Linked DNA regions of Mus musculus: all the other regions are linked to region 3. A link is a contact called in public HiChIP or PLAC-seq data. All regions are on one chromosome and are shown on one strand. The core of a region is the stretch at or near the end of the contact, and the rest is flanking DNA. Distances in the headings are between cores, read along the strand shown. Region 1 holds the start of Brap (BRCA1 associated protein). Region 2 has its middle 31 kb from the start of Anapc7. Region 3 holds the start of Ppp1cc (protein phosphatase 1 catalytic subunit gamma). Region 4 holds the start of P2rx7 (purinergic receptor P2X, ligand-gated ion channel, 7).

Evidence for each region. HiChIP or PLAC-seq counts read pairs in DNA pulled down with a chosen protein or histone mark.
Region 1: an H3K27ac HiChIP or PLAC-seq map of acute myeloid leukemia shows a contact between it and region 3, with 2.6 times the contacts expected there. The contact joins the promoter of Brap here to the promoter of Ppp1cc in region 3.
Region 2: an H3K4me3 HiChIP or PLAC-seq map of embryonic stem cells shows a contact between it and region 3, with 5 times the contacts expected there. The contact joins the enhancer-like site here to the promoter of Ppp1cc in region 3. A contact is called at or near these places in 1 of 39 promoter capture datasets (liver), 1 of 484 Hi-C or Micro-C datasets (embryonic stem cells), 2 of 115 datasets of contacts at active chromatin or transcription factors (embryonic stem cells and large pre-B cells) and 1 of 9 other capture datasets (embryonic stem cells).
Region 4: a contact with region 3 is called in an H3K27ac HiChIP or PLAC-seq map of embryonic stem cells, with 2.1 times the contacts expected there. The contact joins the promoter of P2rx7 here to the promoter of Ppp1cc in region 3. A contact is called at or near these places in 1 of 39 promoter capture datasets (cranial neural crest), 4 of 115 datasets of contacts at active chromatin or transcription factors (bone marrow-derived macrophages, embryonic stem cells, large pre-B cells and 1 more) and 1 of 9 other capture datasets (adipose tissue).

The regions. Positions count from the first base shown.
Region 1 is chr5:121,659,265-121,661,964 of GRCm38.p6, reverse strand. It overlaps Brap (BRCA1 associated protein), which reads right to left and starts at 1,402. Exons shown (of 12, transcript NM_028227.3): 1 at 1,117-1,402. The coding sequence starts at 1,198. Acad10 (acyl-Coenzyme A dehydrogenase family, member 10) reads left to right here and starts at 1,455. Exons shown (of 21, transcript NM_028037.4): 1 at 1,455-1,672.
Region 2 is chr5:122,451,911-122,454,825 of GRCm38.p6, reverse strand. It overlaps a transcript of Atp2a2 not described here. Among named protein-coding and RNA genes, the nearest start is that of Anapc7, 31 kb to the right of the region's middle. Within about 2 kb of position 1,460, at least 24 of the 459 cell types and tissues checked have an H3K27ac peak or open chromatin away from gene starts, as enhancers often do. A contact at or near this core is called in embryonic stem cells and liver, where this site is marked.
Region 3 is chr5:122,156,979-122,159,693 of GRCm38.p6, reverse strand. Ppp1cc (protein phosphatase 1 catalytic subunit gamma) reads right to left here and starts at 1,419. Exons shown (of 7, transcript NM_013636.4): 1 at 1,079-1,419. The coding sequence starts at 1,133.
Region 4 is chr5:122,642,599-122,645,566 of GRCm38.p6, reverse strand. P2rx7 (purinergic receptor P2X, ligand-gated ion channel, 7) reads right to left here and starts at 1,640. Exons shown (of 13, transcript NM_011027.4): 1 at 1,369-1,640. The coding sequence starts at 1,493.

The DNA of each region.
Region 1 (2,700 bases), core at 153-2,652, 500 kb after region 3:
GAACAAATTCCTCTCACTTCTTGGCACATCAATCAATAGCTTTCCTGCTCCTCTATGGCGTGTCCCCCTGGATGAGGCTCTTTTCCAGTGTCTGCCTCTGTCCCTCTACTTATTAATGAATAAGCAGCATTTCAGAAACCCGGAGATGTGACCGAAATTCCTTAACATCAGTTCTGAGGCAGGCACCAGGCCTGTCCAGTACGGCACTCAACCCACACAACCAAGCACACAGTAGGAGTTCTCAGCACCCGATCCACACATCTAAGCACACAGTAGGTACTCTCCCCCTAGGCTTTACTGCATAAATGTCTCCAGGACTGGGCCAGGATGAAGTTACCTGTTTGTGCCTAGTGCCAACTTAACTGACTTTCAGATCTAGGGGTCACTTTGAGCTCTGGAATTTCGCTTGTAACCTTGAAATAAATCAAGTCACTGGAGTCTCAAAGACCAAGAAAGACCACAACACACTCTTCTACTGCAGCTCCAAAGAATGGACCCACAGAGTGTCCAGGATGCCATCCTTCCGAGAACGAGCGCCAGCCCAGCTCTCCAAACTAAGTGTCCGTTTCTCTTTTCCATCAACTTGGGACATTTAGTCCGTATGGCACATATCAGACCAAGTCTGATTCAGGGCATGACAAAACTCTTGACAGATACCAAGCAATCGCCCTCCCACACACACCTTTTTCTCGTCGGTCTTTTGAGACAGGTTTCCGCCCCCCCCCCCCAACCCTGCCTGGCTTCTGGTTGCCTGTCCTCCTGCCTTCACTTCAGGATCCTCAATGCTATCAGGTAAGGTTGTGACGATCACGGGAAGAGCCGAAGCTGCATGACCCACTAAGGAAGTCTGTGGCCGGTGGTGAAGACGTCAGCCTCTCGGTCCCCGGCTGGGCTAAAACTCGCGTTTCCAGCCACTCACACCTAACTTTGGGCAAATCCTTTCCCCACCGGTCTGTCTGACTGCCAGCTTGGGAAAGGCGCACAGCATCGCCCCCGCGCCCTGGGCCGCGCTTTCTCGCAGCGAGGGCGACGTCGAGCAGAGGCGCCCGGCAAGTCCGGGGGCCGGTGGAGCGAGGGCTGCCGACCCTCCGGCCCGGCGCGAGGCCGCCGACTCACCGGCGGCGCTGAAGCCGAAGTCGGTGGGGACCGGCGAGTGACCCGCGAGCTCCAGTCGGATGACCACCAGTGACACACTCATAGGACAGGCGCTGCTCGGCGTGGGCCCCGGTGGGCTGACGGAAGGCTGCGGCCCGAGCCCAGAGGCCGAGCGGCCCGCGGTCGGCAGCGCCGCCACCGCCTCAGAAGCCGCGGCCGCCGCCTCAGCAGCGGCAGCCCCCGTCGCGCGCAGCCTGCCGAGCCACAACAACCTCCGCTTCCGCCTGTCGGCCGCCGTCTCTGACCCGCCGGGTCGCGCACGCGCACGCGGAAAGGGGCGAGGCCCCGGGCGCGCATGCGCTTTCGACAGCTGCTTCTGCCCCCTTGGCTGACCGTCTGGACAGGGTCCGAGGAGCGTGCGCAGAGCACGCAAAGACGCCTGGCTCCTATTTTGCGTTTGACCCCTCTCTACGTTTGTCCTCCTTAGTTTTCCCGCAGGGCTCACCGAGAGTCTATGGGTCCGCAGAGACTCTGAGGCTTCCTGGGTCTTCGACCTCAGGGTTGTAACTTTCTGCAGGTATGGCGAGGGGCTGGCTAGGAGCGCAATGACTTCACAGATAATCCACTGAGAGCCGGGCACTGCGGGGCTGCGTGGGATGATTATTTTTGCGGACACAGAAAACAGCCCCAGACAGGACAAGCTTCAGCACTCGTGCGATCCTGAGCTAGTTATTGCATAACCACTCGGTTGTGTGATACAAAACGCTGTGTAAGAGACAGGGATACGCTGGGAAGCCTATAGGTCATGGTTAAATTTGGTTTTGTGGTTTGGATGTGTTTGGTTTTGTTTTATTTTTTGTTTGTTTTTGTTGTTTTCTTCTCCAAGTCAGAGTTGCTCCAAGTACGCCTAGCTGTCCTAGAACTCACTCTGTAGACCAGGCTGTCCTCGAACTCAGAGATCTGCCTGCCTAAGCCTCTGGAGTTGTGGGATACAGCCCTGCCCTACCACCGTCTGGCCATTGTTTAGTTGTTTTGAGGTTTTGAGTTGTTCTGAGACAAGGTCTTGAGTAGCCCAAGATACTGAGAACCCTATATATTGGAGAAAAGATAATCTATGTTCTCTACGTATTGGAATCAGATGTCCTTGAACTTCTGACCCTCCTGCCTTTTCCACCTCATCAGTGCCAGGGTTACTTCCAGGCTTCTGCTGAAGGCTTTGTGCTTCACAAGATGGCAGGATAGAACTAACTCAAGATTGTCCTCTGTGCAGGTGCTATAGTGAGCACACACACTGAGGAATGCACTTAAGGGTTAGAATGCTTTAGGTATAGGCTCTGGGTTCAGTGTCTAAAATACACACACACATACACACGATATAATCGAAACAATGTTCAGGACACACACACACATAAGAGAAAGAAAGAAGGAAAGAAAGAAAGGAAGGAGAAAAGAAAGAAAGAAAGGGAGAAAGAAAGGAAGAAAGGCCAGGTAAGATTAGTGCATATATGGAGAAAAAATATGACATGTCAGGAAGGACAATATTGTGTACATGCTATAGTGTAAGAGGTCTGGGAGAGGCCATGGATACAAATGGTACCTGTAACA
Region 2 (2,915 bases), core at 211-2,710, 300 kb before region 3:
GGTCTCAGCCCCAACAATGGCACAGGCCTCAGGAACATCTAAGATGGCAGCATTGGCTCGGTGCCTGCAGAGCCGCAGAGCCAAAAAGCATGGTTGCCCTTTGTCGTGAGCTGCCAAACTCCATTAGGACTGACCCCTGCAATTGGGAAACCTTCAAAGCAGAGCTGAGCCTGTAGCCCAGGACTGGCTGCCATAGAGAACAGGGAGGGACAGGAAGGCCTCTCCCCTGGTGCCATGCCACTCACTGCTCCACCTGCCTCACCCTCTGCATGGCTCTCAGCCCTGTACCTGACATGCCTTCTAGTTTCTGCCTCCTGGAACTTTGGTAGGAGGCGGCCCAGGGCAGTCACCAAGCCACTGCTTCTAGATGTGCCTGGGCAGCAAGCACTTGGAACACTCCGTCAGAAATGCTGGTTTTGCATCTAGACCAAATGCAGTGTTCTTTCTGTCTGTCCCTGTTGTTGTGTCTTAACATTGCTCTACGTTTCGAAAAGCTGATTTCCTCTCTCTTTCCTTTTCAGCAATACTGGAGTAACCGCTTCCTAAACCATTTGCAGAAATATAAGGGTGTTCGGGTGCGTGCATGTGCGTTGTTAGCAACACATCTACCAGCCCTCTGCATGACTGAGGTTGGGGAAAAGAAAAATAGAAACAGTCCCCAACTCACTGTGTGATGTGGAGGAAATGTGTATTACCAGTGGGGTTTTAGCTGTTCAATCAAAATAATAACAAATGTACAATTTAGCATAACAAATCAGAGAGCCTCTCCAGAGAAGTTGGTTTCTTTGCTGCGAGAAGGAGGTTCTGAAACCTTATCCAAGAACAGAAGCCATCAGCCAAGTCTCCACATTTCTCTGCAAAATGTCATAGCCTCTCTAACTGTATGATAATTGTAATGCATGCCTTCAGTTGTAAGTGGCCAGATTGCTCTACAGTGACATTGAAACATGCTTTCTAATGGGCCCTGTACAGTTTGCTTATTTATAAATTCATTTAAAACACTACAGCTGCTGAATGGTTACAACATAGGCCTCCAGTCCTAACTTCAGTTGTTTAGGTGTGCAGCCAGCTGTTCCACACTGTATTATTGTAACTTATTTAATGAAGTCAGAAGCAGTAGACAGATGTTGGTGCAATACAAGTATTGTGTGCATTTATCGTAATAAAGTGCTCAGCGTCAGTTCAGTTGCTCACAGCTTCTCACAGCGCATGTTTGACTGTAGTCTGTAAATAGAGGTCAGTTTCTGTGCTGGTAACAGGTATTGCACAGACATGATTTCAGGTAAATAAATCTATTCTACGATAAACCCTCAGCAGAGCTGTGGCTGATTTACAGGAGGGTGGGGACGGGCACTGAGGCCTCCCTGGGAGACTGGTTTTGTAGTTAACCTGGAGGGAAGCAGAATGCGTGTCACAGTGACCTTCAGCAGAAATCAGGCCTTTTCAGCTCAGACTAGAAGTCTACACGTGACTAGCCTCGGGAGTTGTGTGACTGTTCAGATGCAAAGTGACTGTGACGGGAGACAGAAGTAGACCTGAAAGGATCCTGAATTCTCCCTTAAACTGCTATTCTGGCCTTACTTGGCAGAGATAAGCTTCAAATGAGTCCTGTCAGCTCCTGTAATAGGACAGCTTTTTGACAGCATCCAGGGCCAAGATGGCTCAGCAGGTAAAGGCCTTTCCCTTAAGATGAGTCTGGAGTCCTGGGCTTGACTCCTAGAACCCATGGGAGAACCAGCTCCATCCACAAACTTGTCCTCTGACCTCCACTCCTGCCCCTTTCAGAATAAACAACTCGAGTTATTCCTAACATTTCAGAATTACAGGATCACTGTCCCCAACACTTCAGCTCATATTCAACGAAGAAATTTCTCAGAAGGAATAAAGACCAGGCTGGCCTGGAACTCTGTCTCTGCCTCCCAAGTGCTGCGAGGTGTATGTACGCACCACAGCCGCCCAGCAGACATCCTGTTCTTAGCAACCTTTAGTAACTTCTAAGACCAGATGTCAACACAATTCTTTTAATCTAATAGGCTTGTTTTTCATGGACATGAAGTATGCCAAGCAGGAGGTCTGAAGGCCACTTGAGCCCTTGTGCTTGGCAGAAACACTTCTATATCTTTAGGCCCAATCTAGTGCAAATGGATTAAAGGGTTTTAATGTCTACACTTTGGAAGAGAAAGTCATGAGCGCAGGATGCTGTCCTGTGTAAGCTGTGCGTTTTCCATGGCTGGTGGGAGCCCAGTGCCCCCTGGAGAACAACTGGGTGTCACCTAAGTCCAAAGCCCTTCGTGACCTAGCAGGTCCACTCTAGGCCTCACAGGGCTACAGCACGGTTTGCAGTAGAGAAGCAAAACTATCGAGTGTGTAGCTGTAAGAAGCCTCGGAGCGTGAAGCAGGAGTCAGCATTGAGGGTCAGTACAGACCCAGCACCCGTGACACAGCACTAGGCCCTCAACAGTGGGTGTGCTAGTCAAGGCCTCACCATGGAGCCTCTCACATCCTTGTCTTTTTAAATACAAGGAGGAAACTTTGCCTTTCTTGGCAAGACCTGAAACTGAGGGGGAGGGGGGAATGACGGAAGAAGACAACAATCCTAGCCAGAAGACAGGTGATTACACTCCAGAGTCAAGTAAACAGATTTCTTGTAACTGAGCAGAGAAGTACCCTCTAATGGCATTGTAGGGATGGATATGCGCTCTCACCACTCTGGAGGAGGTTGTCTATCCCCAGACTCCACTTTTTTAAGTCTCATGCCGTGGTCTAAATCTCAAAAGCTGTTCCTGCCTCCCAAGTGCTGGAATTAAAGGCCTGCATCATGCCTAGCTTCAGATCTATTTTTAAGGGCCCAACCCAACAACACGCTGCAGTTCCCAAATATGTCCAGACAAGAAGAATCCATTTTAGTTTTTTAG
Region 3 (2,715 bases), core at 170-2,669:
TGGTGGCCCAAGCCTTTAATCCGTGCCCTAGGGAGGCAGAGGCAGGCGGATTTCTGAGTTTGAGGCCAGCCTGCTCTACAGAGTGAGTTCCAGGACAGCCCCAGGACCATACTGAGAAACCCTGTCTTGAAAAACACCCCCCCGCCCCCCGGGGAAATGCCCAGATTTTAAAAAGACACCTTTTCCCTTTTCTGTCAGTGATTTACTTGAAGACATCTACCACCAGAATTGCGCAGCTGTCCACCACTCCAAAAGTATTTTGGGCCAAAGCAAGCTAGTGTCAAGAGCCCAAATCAAGGTTACTGGATCTTCTCCTCTTTAGCTTCAGCGGATGTTGTGGGATCTGTGATTAGCAGGATCCAGACCTATGTCAAATTTGAAATCTCCAAAGTAGGAAACCACACGGCAGAAACCCCCAAGTCGGACAAAAGGAAAGCTGGGTTTTTGTTTTTGAACCTCTCCTCAACCACTGGACATCCTGGGTTCCCACGGGGTGAACAGTTGGAAGGCGGCAGGTTCTCTCTAGGTTCCTAGCTACCCCGGGGTTTGAAACCTGACTTTTAACTGTTAATTCTTGGTCCAGCGAGGTCTTGGGAGTTTCTCTTGCGAAACCCACTTCCAGGATAATAACAACACAGCACCTACCTGGCGGGTGCTCGCTGAACGCGGCAGCGTCCCCCTGTCCTCAGGGACACAACAATCTGATGATCAGAGAGAGCCACACTGTCACCCGGACTGGGTCCGTGTGCGGATGCACGTTCAAGGGGGAAAGAACGCTGGAGGATGGATGGCTTTGAGGGGAGGGTGGAGGGGGTAGGAAAATGCAGGAGACGGACTCTCATCGCACTGGGACGTCGTCCTGCCAAGCCAAGTCCCTCTGATGAGTCCTTGGACTCCAGATGATAAATGTGAAAGCAAGGACAGGGGAGTGATAAAAAATAATGGGGTCCCCAAACCCGGAGGCGCTTGTATGCGCGCCCCAGATCCAAAGCGGCTTCCGAGAAAAGACCGGCCCCTCCACTGGGCCTGATCCCCCACCGGCCGGGCCTGCCCCGCCACCCACCCGCGCGCCGCTCACCTTCCAGCAGCCGTTGGATGATGCTGTCGATGTTGAGTTTGTCGATATCCGCCATCGCCGTCCCGCCGCCGACCCTCCCGCAGCAGCAGCAGCAGCAGCGGCGCCGCCGCCCGCTCGCCCCGGGGTCTCACTCGTCCTCCTTCCTCACGCCACGAGCCCCACGAGCGGTGGTGGCGGCGGCGGCGGTGGCAGCAGCAGCCGCGGCGGGTCCACCCCCCCCAGCCGCCCCGCTCCGCTCCGGGCTTCCTCCTCCTCTCGCCACTGGGAACCACGAGAAGAACAAGATGGCCGCCGACTCCTCAGGCCAGCCTCGGGCGGCGCACGGATGCGCGCGCGGGAGTGCAGCGGCCCGGCCGGGACTTCTTTACGGGCCCATAGAGCGCGCGGGAAGGGGGCGGGGCCGGCGCCGGGAAGGGGCGGGGTTTGAGCGCGTAGGGCGGGGGTGGGGCGGAGCCCGGGCGGAGACGGTTGAGCGCGACTCCGCCACCGCGCGCGGGATCCTTCCGCCAAACGGGCGGGGGAAATAGACCCCCTGTGGCGGGAGAGGGAAGTTGTGAAGTTGGCGCGCGCAAGTTGAAGGTGGACTTTGTCAGTCTGCTGCGCGCTGCGAGGCTCACCAGCTCCTTCCGGCTCTGCTGCTTGGGGACAGAAGTCTGACCGACATGGCGGGGTGGGAGTTCAACACTGAATCACCCCTCGGAGCCAATCTGGGGTGGGGTTGCTTGCCTGTGGAGAATCATAAAGAGGAGGAGGTTGGAACGTTGGGGATTCAAATACTCTGGCACATTGGTGAACAAGAAGAGCTAGATATACGGCTCCGTGGTGAGAATGCTTGTCGAGTATGTGTGAGACCTTGGGTTCAATTCCCAGCACTGGCAAAATTTCATAATACTGCAATAAAGCATCTACGATACAATATTTGGAAAAAAGAAGCCCCCAAGATAAGCCAAAAAAATGTTAATCCACTGTGAGTGGCACATTAAGTAATTTGTGTGAGCTTCTTGTGTGCGCTAATGCTCTTTTACATTTTAGAGAGAGGTTGGGAGAATTCTGTAAGGGTTGCTACTACCTATCTTTTGAATTATCTTTCTTGAACTCAGAAAGTTATATAATAATTTAAGAGATTTCCCCTGTATTTAGCCGGAGCTGGGTTGAATGAGCGTGCCGGAGCAGATAAAATGGGAATTTGCACATTTCCTGGGAGGTTGCTGTGCGTGCGCTCTGGGCCTCAGCGCATTCATCTGCTGCTTGCCTCTAGCTTCCTTGACTCCCCAGGGGCACCCCTTCACCTGAGGGGTCCCCAACTCTGCTGCCTCGCAGGCTAGCTGCCTATGGAAGAAAAATGCACACCCATCTGACCCATTTATCTCTTCCCAGTAGCACGCCAGAAAATTTACAAAATGTTCTCCCCCAGCCCCACCTCCAGTTCATGTTTCTCAAAGCAAGAGGGATGGATCTGAGGATTCCTTTCCATGAATGCCTTGCAAGGTTGTCTCCCCATAGAGAGACTCATTTTCTACAAGCTCTGTCTTCCCGTGGCCCCGCAGCATGGTGTGTGATGCACCCATCTAGATCTGAGCCCTTTTCCTGATGCTAGCCCCCGACAGTGGGGTTTCAGGATTCTCCCCAGCTCTCCT
Region 4 (2,968 bases), core at 391-2,890, 490 kb before region 3:
ATCATCAGGGAAACGGGAGCCAAAGCCACAATGAGAGAGCACTTCACACCCACTAGGTTAGTTCCAGTCTGAAAGCCACAGCATCGCCCGTTGGTGAGGATGTGGACAGAGTGGAGACGGATGCTCTAAGGTGAAAAGGTGAAGCTGCCACAGAGGACAGTCTAGCAGTGCCTACCAGGGTGCATGCAGTTGTCACATGACCTAACAAGTCCCCCTCTCCCACCCCAGCCCCAGGTAAACCCAGGAGAGATTAGGACATATGTCCAGGTAACAAAGAGAGAAGCAACCCCAAGTAAATCTGGTGAATGAGTAAGAAGTCTCTAGAGGGCTGTCTACTTATATAGTATTGTACTTACATACAGTGGAGTGTTATCCAGTCATAAATAGTCTACAGCATCAACACACTCGCTCTAACACATACCTGAACACTGAAAACATGCTAAGAGGAAGAGTCAGTCGCAAAGGACCGCATGCCATGTGATTCTATTTATATGAAATATATGTGTGTGTGTATACATACACATATACACATACACATACACATACACATACACATACACATACACATACACACATACATACATACATACATACATACATACATATGTAAATCCACAGGAACAGAAAATGGATTGGTGGGTCCCTGATCTAAGGGACAACCTTTTAGGCTGATAAACAATGTTCTTGTTTGGTTGGTTTTGTTTTTCAAAAAAAGGGTTTCTCTGTGTCGTCCTGGCTGTCCTCGAACTTGCTTTGTAGACAGACAGGCTGGACTCTGCCTCCCCAGTGCTGGGACTAAAGGCATGCACCACCACACTGGGCTGAAAATGTTCTTGATTTTGGTGACCGCTGCACAGCTCGACGAATACATGGAAAGCCATGGACATGAACACTGTAAATCAGTGAAAGTCCGGGGTACACATTTTGTACCTTCATAAGAGGTTTTTAAAGGACCTCCAAGATGCTCTAAAAACGACATTTGCAAACCTGGTTCTATCTCTCCTAAGCAGGAGGATAATTCAGAGCCCACAAGGGAAATCCCCTTATCTCTGTGGGAGCCCAGGGTGTTGGCCTGTGTCTCCCAGGTTCCCCGGGCATGCCCTGCCCTGCTCGCTCATCTTGGCAGGCCTTGGCTGCAGTTGAAAAGGCCAAAGGGAGGCACACAGTCTGCCACCCTCTCTCTCTGCGGCTTCCTCCAGCTACAGCCAAGCACAGCTTCCTCTTACTGTTTCCTCCCAGCGGGCTATGAGAGTGTGTCTCAGATTTAAGGACCCACATAGAATCCAGCCAGTGCACCAGCAGCTGCCTCGTGGGGCTGCCGACGCTGTACAGTGCTGCAGAGATCGGCCCATCCCACGCCCCGCTTACCTAATGTAGGAAAAGACGATCATGTGCAAGACCCACTTGACGGTGCCATAATTCGTGCTCTGGATCCGGGTGACTTTGTTTGTCTCATACTGCAAGACATCGTTCCAGCTGCAGCAAGCCGGCATGGCGACAGGCTCGCTCTGTTCAGGCTGGACTTGGGCTAGACCTACTTCCCAGGCTAGACCACAGCAAACCCTCACCTAGGAGCAGCCAAAGGAAACACACCGATTTCTCAGCAGGAACGGTTAACTTCCAGTTCCTCCAGTGACTGCAGCGGGGGCGGGTCCTGGCAACTGCCCTGAATGTGAGTGGAATAAACAAGAACCAAGTCCTACAGGCCTGGCTGGCAGATGACCCCGCCCCGCTAGCCTCCCCCAGACGCCCGCACAAAGATGGTGTTCAGAAGATGGGCATTTTTAAAATTCCCCCTCCCCACCCCCTTTCCTTGTGCTCTTTTGGAACTCATTTCATTTGAGAGAAAAGGGCAGTCCTTCAAATGTTGTAAGACCCAGTGTGACTCAGACAAGGGCCTAGATGCGACCACTGCCTCAAGCCCCCCCACCCCCACTCAGACCCATCCATTTCTTTTGTTGCCTGTTTGAGACCTGTTCTCAAGCAGCCAGGCTGACCTTAGATTTGTTACTCACTCAAGGCTAGCTATGAACTTCTGATCCTCCTGCCTCCACCTCCCGAGTGCTGGGATTATAGGTGAGCCCCACCGCACCCCACAGAGATTATCCCTTTGTTTTCCGGACAACCCTTTGTTCAGTCCACATGTACAGGTGCACCCGATGACTGAATGGCATCTTTGTCCTCCGCTGCTCCACGGGATACTCTGGTCTGCCAAAGATGGCTGCCAGATCAGATTCATTGTGGGATGGGAAGATTATATCCACGCTTGTCTCACTCTCTCCTCCATCTACACTTCATCCTGCTCGGGACCCGGGAGGTCATCTCATGGTCCAGTCAGTCCTAGACCACCAAGAACAAAGCTGCATCCAGTATCCCTCCTGACCATGGAGACACCTCATGAGAGAGGACCAATGCTATCTCCAAATAGTAGAAGAGGTAGCCTCATTGTAGAATTCTGAGGAAGGTGGAGTTGAGAGGAAATCTTGTTTGGTTGATTTTTTTTTTTTTTTTTTTTTTTTTTTTTTGCTGTGCGGTTTTGTTGTTTTATTCTCTATTTGTTTTGTTTTGAGACAGGGTCTCGTGTAACTCAGACTTCTCTGTAACTTACTGTGAGGCTGAGACTGACCCTTAAGCCTTCATCTTTCCCACACCTCCAGCTCACAAATTCTGGGACTATAGTTGCGAGGGACCACACCAGGGCTGAAACCCTGCTCCGACAGGCTGTAGGAAAGCAGGATGTATAAAGCAGGCCTTTCCCACACGGTTTACACAGTGGATCGGTGGTCCTGGGTGATAAAGACCCGATCGTCCTCAAATGAGGCACCTGCAGAGCCTGGTGTCTGAGGCTCTGTCCTAACGTGGCTATGGCTGCTGCTTCTCTGAGACCTGGAATCTTCCAGGCACAAGTGGGATGTTAGACGTTAGAGAAAGGAAGCAACAGTCACTCAGGCGTTATCCCTCCCTAGGG